2 separate regions of the Mus musculus genome follow, and region 1 is linked to region 2. A link is a contact called in public HiChIP or PLAC-seq data. All regions are on one chromosome and are shown on one strand. The core of a region is the stretch at or near the end of the contact, and the rest is flanking DNA. Distances in the headings are between cores, read along the strand shown.

Evidence for each region. HiChIP or PLAC-seq counts read pairs in DNA pulled down with a chosen protein or histone mark.
Region 1: an H3K27ac HiChIP or PLAC-seq map of embryonic stem cells shows a contact between it and region 2, with 5 times the contacts expected there. The contact joins the promoter of Zfp873 here to the promoter of Hcfc2 in region 2. A contact is called at or near these places in 3 of 39 promoter capture datasets (embryonic stem cells, pre-B cells and stem cell-derived epiblast-like cells) and 2 of 115 datasets of contacts at active chromatin or transcription factors (embryonic stem cells and pro-B cells).

The regions. Positions count from the first base shown.
Region 1 is chr10:82,046,364-82,049,576 of GRCm38.p6, reverse strand. Zfp873 (zinc finger protein 873) reads right to left here and starts at 1,454. Exons shown (of 4, transcript NM_001319203.1): 1 at 1,348-1,454. The coding sequence starts at 1,350. Gm46195 (a long non-coding RNA gene) reads left to right here and starts at 1,529. Exons shown (of 2, transcript XR_001779681.1): 1 at 1,529-1,688; 2 at 1,991-3,130.
Region 2 is chr10:82,697,737-82,700,863 of GRCm38.p6, reverse strand. It overlaps Hcfc2 (host cell factor C2), which reads right to left and starts at 1,750. Exons shown (of 14, transcript NM_001368720.1): 1 at 1,558-1,750. The coding sequence starts at 1,720.

The sequences.
Region 1 (3,213 bases), core at 205-2,704, 650 kb after region 2:
GCACCAAACACAGTGGGGTAAGCACTATTATATCAATCATTAATCAGGAGAATACCCTACACATTTGCCCACAGGCCAGTCTGACTCTAGCTTGTGTCAAACAGACCGAGTCTCAAACAGTACCTCTGAGACATCTCCCAACTCCCAAACACAAGACTTTTAACAAACCTCAATCACCTTAACCCTCAGTTTTCAGCCTGTGAAATGGGCACACTCACATGCAAATTTTTCAAAGTCTGTCAAGTTTAAGACAGAAGAGATGGCTCAGCAACTAAGACTTCTGCTCTAGTGGAAGAGCTGGGTTTGGTTCCCAGCACTAACATGGTGGTAAAAAATTATTCCTAGATCCTGGTGGCGACATCTAATGGCCTCTTTGGTCTTCTATGGACACCAAACACCCAACTGATAAACACAAATACAAGAAAGCCAAACACTTGTGTACAAGAAACAAATGTAGTAAATTAAAAGTACAGATCCCCATATCTCTTATATGTCACCATGGATAAAATGGCCAGAAATACACAGAAGTGGGACAAATATCGGTTGCCAAAACTATAAATATATAATAAAAAAAAAAAAATCAACGAATTCAATCAAAGGAGAGAAATTGCAAGATTGTAGACAAGAAGTCTCAGTATTATTGCAGGACACAATCTGAGCTATGGATTCAACAAACGTCCACTAAAGAGTCTAACGATTTCTGCAATGAACGACAGAAAGCCGATGACAAAAGGTCAGCATGAAAGAAAACATGAACACACAAGGCTGAATAAACAGCACAGTGACACCGTCTGGCTTCTAAGTTACCCTACACCTGCGATAAAGACTGTGCTGTTTGAGAAAGAAAGAGACCAACAAAACACGAGAGAGCACTCAGAAACAGCAACACAGTTAATGTAGGTAACCCAGTAAGTCTGGTCTTACACATGGGATTGGACCACGGTGGCATCTGCATGCGAATGTGTTAATAGCACAGACTTTACACCTGCGCAGAATTCACTGGAGATGGAGCCCACACCTGAATGGCAAATGCCAAGTGAAGAACTTCTAGAAGACTCTAGAGAAACTAGAGCTCTGCAAGTCAGAAAATCTGGCTACCGTGAAACCCGCGCATGCGCGTGCACTGAATGGTGCTTTGCACTTTGCGGACAGCAGGTCCGGCGTCCCAAGTTGTACGCAGGCGCAGAGAGGGGAACTAAGTCGATCAGAGGTCCCGCCTCCGCCTGGGAGATGAGGGGACCTCAGGGGGAACAAAGGGAATCACACCGGGCCCCGCGTCTCGCCGCCGGTTCCCGCACCCCGGGCTCCCGCAGATCCTCCCCGCGTGGGGACGGCGGCCCCGCTCACCATGGTGCGGATTCCGGGCTCACCCACTCTCCTCACAGCTCCTAGCAGCAGTTGAAAAAGCAGCACACAGAACCACAAGAGCTTCCCTAAGACTCACAGTCAAACCTGCAGCATGGTGGCGGAAGTGCCCGCCTCCGTTCTGACTGGCAGTCCGAATCCAGGCTCTGATTGGTTAATAAGGCCTCTGTGACAGGCGCTAACACTCTAGAGTCAAGAGTGCCTTACAGGGACAATGCACAGTGGTTTGCAGGGACAGAACTTTCCCAGAGCTGTGGAGATTGGCATTGCAGCTGAACTTGTGCCTGGATTGCAAAGTCATTCCGGCACTTCTCCTTCACACAGTAGGTATTTCCCCTTCTTCCTCCTGGGCACAGAATGTTAGGTCCTACAACCAGGGATAAAAAACTAAGGTGGGTACTTTATCAGCGCAGAGGCTGTCTGTCAACTTCTCCCTGCATCCCTCAGTCCATACTGCTTACAGAGTTGGCTGGCATGCCCCGACCCTACCCTGAACTTCTACAGCCCTGCTTCCCACAGCGGCCCTTCCCTTTATAATCCAACCATTTAGATTACCTAGGGGTGGGGATGTATTTTTATTTTTCATCTACCCTTTACATTCCCGATCTCTTGGTCTGCCTGAGAGGCTATTGATGGAGCCTAGTTGGAGCACAAGACCAGAGCATACTGGAGAGCCCAAAACCAAGGGATGATCACCAAGAACAGCGCAGAGTGCTACAGAGGGCAGAGCTGGAGATATGACTCAAGCCCTTTGGAGGAGCCCAGAAGATAATGTGTGTGGATCCCCAACATTGGAACAAGAAGGTGTGAAGTTGAAGTTGCCTCGGAGACTATATTAGAGATGCCAGAGCCATAGAATACCTGCCAAGGAAAACTGCTAATAGGAAGTGGAGCCAGCCAAGAGAAAGAATTGTGTTTCAGTCACCAAAGCTGAAAGGAGTTAGAGATTAGACATGAAAATGCAGAGTTTGGCGTTTCCCCAGCTGATTTCTGGTCTGGCTTTGGTCCAGTATTTCCTCACTATAATTTTGGACTGGTCATGTGCATCCTGTGATGTTGAAAATACACAATTTCCATTATGATTGAGATTTTTTTTCAGGTGATTACAGTTAAGAGATTGCATAAGTCTCAGAAGAGACTCTGAACTTTGGACTTTTAAACATTGTTGAGACTATGATATACTATGGGGACTTTTGCATTGTGGCTATGATGGCCCCTATAGACTTGTGTGTTTAAACAAGGATGTAAGGCCAGGAAATGGAATGTGGTGGTTTGAATGTGCTTGGCCCATGGGGATTGGCACGACTCAGGTGTGTCAATGTTGGGGTAGGTATGGCCTTGGAAGATGTGTGGCACTTAGCGAGGTGGGTGTTGAGGCTCCTATGGTCAAGCTTCATCCAGTGTGGGAGACTGCCTCCTCGTGGCTACCTAGGGAAGACAGCCTGTCCTGTACTGGGTACAATCAGATCAAGATGTAGAACTCTTGGCTCCTTCAACACCTTGACTGCCTGCTCACTGCTATGCTCCTACCATGATGATAATGGACTGAACCTCTGACAATGTAAGCCAGCCCCAACTAAATAGATTTCTTTATAAGACTTGCCATGGTCATGGTGTTTTTTCATAGCAATAGAACCGTAACTAAGGCACACACTCAACAATGCTTATGCCTTTTACAATAATTGAATGGTGTGAACCCAAATGGACAGGCAGTTGTACAACATGGCTCTCATGTGGCTATCACTAAAATTGTGACATCTGTTAAGGCATTCTTTCCTTGTGTTGTTTCTTAGAAAAAATGCCCTCAAAACATTGATCAGGTACCTGGCATTGGGGTATGTGGCATTA
Region 2 (3,127 bases), core at 501-3,000:
ATAAATATATTAGTCAAAGGATCTATACATATAATCAAAGAATATGTGTATATATACTTACATAATAATACATACATACATACATTCATGCATGCATATCCATCCTTTATTCCAACAGTTCTCAATTGGGGACTATTTTGCTCCCCCAAGAATACTGATTTTACAATGTCTAAAATCATATATAGTTGTCACAACTGGGATGGAGGTGTAACTACCAACCCATGGCTCGAGCCTGAGGATGCCAGCACGCATCTTACAACATACAAGGTAGTAGCCACAGCCAAAAATCACCAGTCCCAAAATGTAATAATGCTGCTGTTGAAAACCCAGATCTGGGGCAGGCACTGGTGGCACATGCCTTTAGTCCGAGTAAAGCACTTGGGAGGCCGAGGGGCTCATTGATCTCTGTGAGTTCGAGGCCCGTCTGGACTACAGAGCTAGTCTTAGGACAGCCAGGGCTACACAGAGAAACCTGTATTGAAAAAGGAAAAGAAAACCTGTTCTGCATCATTGTACTCTTAAAAAAAAATCCTGGTGTCACCCCCCATTAAAGAAGTGGAAAACCTGTGATTTAGAAAGACGTGGTAACTTTAATGCTGATTTAGAACAATTGCCAAAGCAAGATTCAAAACAGACCCAATTTCTTCTAAGCCCAGGGTATTTACACTATACCAAATCAAACATCTTCAAAACTTTTTCTGTTGGAGTACTGAGGAGAGTCAAAACTAACAAAATTTCTCCTACCGTTTTTAGCTTTTAGAGGACTACTGTGATCAAGTTGTTTCATCAAAGTTGTAGGTTGTGAACTAAAACGACACCAAATTCAGTATCTAGCCTTAACTAGTTTCCTATGATTGCTAGACTACTTGTAAGTGGAGAAAATATACTTTCAACCAGCACGGAGGTCAAGACCTGCCCCCTTAACAAGTGACACTTCGAGCTGTGCAGCGGTGCCTTAGCTATGACAGCCCCTTGGCGAGGACCAGCCCGGAAGGGCAGAGCACATACACTACAGACATCGGCTAATCAGAGACCAGTCCGCGTTCACCCACAACTCTCTCCGCCGCGAGTTTAGAGAACTGTCTTGCGGGCTTCCGCCCGGTACTAACTGTACCTACGCTGAAGAGGCAGCCAGGAGAACCTCCCCGCCCCTCAACTCTCTAGGTTCTAAGAAGGGGGCTGGGGGAAGGCAAAGACCACCGAGGCCCGCCTTGGGGTGGGTTTTGTTCTTGACACTGGCGGGATCTCCACCCCTTAAGTGACCGGCCCTAGGGTGGAGGCCCAGCCGTGGAACCCGCCGTCTCGGGTCCACGGGGAGGGATGGGCCGGGGTGTCTCGATGTCTACCGGTGGAGTCACGTCCAGCCCGCGGAACCGCGAGCACCGAGCCGCCTTCCAACACGTTGCGAGCTCGGGCTGCCGACCCAGCCGATCTTCCCCCGCCGCCTGCCCGGCTGGGGTAGCGGCGACCCGGCGGTGACAGCTGTCAGGCCCGCGTCCGCCGCTCCTCCCCTCCCCCTCCGCGGTCCCGAGGCGGGGTCGCCGAGCCGCCGCCTACCGGTATTGTAGACGTGCAGCTCGTCCGCGATGCCCTCGTTGCCCCCGCCGAAGATGATCATCAGCTCCCGGATGGCCACGGCTCGGTGTCCGTGCCGGGCGCGAGGCACCGGTCCGGTAAAGGAGGAAACCCGCCTCCAGTTGAGGAGGCTGGGAGCCGCCATCTTCCCAACCCCCGCCCCTCGGCCCACAATGCCCCGCGCGCCACGGGCTCCACGGCTCGTGGGGAGGACGAGCGCCGCCTCCAGCTGTGCGCGGGAGGCCCGGCACGTGACCCGCGGGCCCCGCCCCCCCAGCCCGTGGCGACGTGGCCCTCGGGGCTCCGCCAAGATGGAGCCCCTCCCGCCAACCCTGCCAACCCTCCTCTCTGTGGCTTTCAGTGGGGTGTTCGGGGAGGAGGTTACAGCTTTGTCCTTTAGGTCCACTTGGAGCATCTTCTGTGTAGGAGCGTCACGCCCTGGAAACTGTTATCACAGGCACTGGAGAAGAGCTGCCTGCCGTGTAGGTCCCAAGTGATGAGAGCACAGGGAGCGCCTAAGGCAAATCTGTCATCTCAAAGGAGGGTCTCCCAGACTGCAGGACAAGGACAGTGGACACGGTGGCTAAGTGCAGGGCCTGAGCACGGCTCAGATTTGGAGGTGACAAGCCTACACAGCAAAAGATAACCCCAAAGGTGATTTTCGGTTCATTTAGGTGTATTAGTTGTCTTGTTGCTGTGAAAAAATCCCCTGACAAAAACCTTTGAAGGACAGAAGGGTTTGTTTCCCCTCACTGAGAAGCCCATCATAATGAAGAGGCTTGGCTGGAAGTGGCTGGTGGAATTTCATCTGCAGAGAGCCACGGATGCTGGAACCGGGCTGCCTTATTATTTAGTCCAGGATGGCATCCCAGTTTATTTCTACCTTAATTTATTTCAACCTTACATCTATTCCCACCTTAATTAATCTGATCTAGATAACCTCATAGGCCTGCCCACGGGCTTGTCTCCTAAGTAAGTTTAGATAGTATCAAATCAGCAATATCGACCATCACAGCAGGTCATTATTTTCATGCGGAGGCTTCTTTTTATAGTGTTGTTAATATTCTTAGACAAAAAGACTAAGGGGGAAACCCTTAAAAGTTGCAAACTCAGTGTTAATTTGGAAAGAGTCTATTTTGTAGGCCTGCTATATCAAAGTGCCACAAGCCTTGTGCCTTGAAAGAGTTGAATGGCACTCAGGAGTAAGAGTTTGAGGCCAGCCTGGCCTACATGGTGAATAAACAGCCAGGGCTAAATGGAGAGACCCTGTATCAAAAAAACAAAAACAAAAACAAAAACAAAAACAAAACTGGGTTTGATTTCCAGCACCTACATAGCTGCTTACAATGGTCTGGAACCCTCTGTTCTGGGGGATCTACACCCTCTTCTGGCCACCACAGGTACCAGGTGGGTCTGTAGTTCATAGACATACCTGCTGGCAACGCACCTGTACTCATCAAAGAAAATCTTAAAAAAGAATAAACACATTAGAATTGTCTCACAGTTGGAGAGAAAGTCTGAACAGAACACCAATGTAGGTAACACGTGAAGG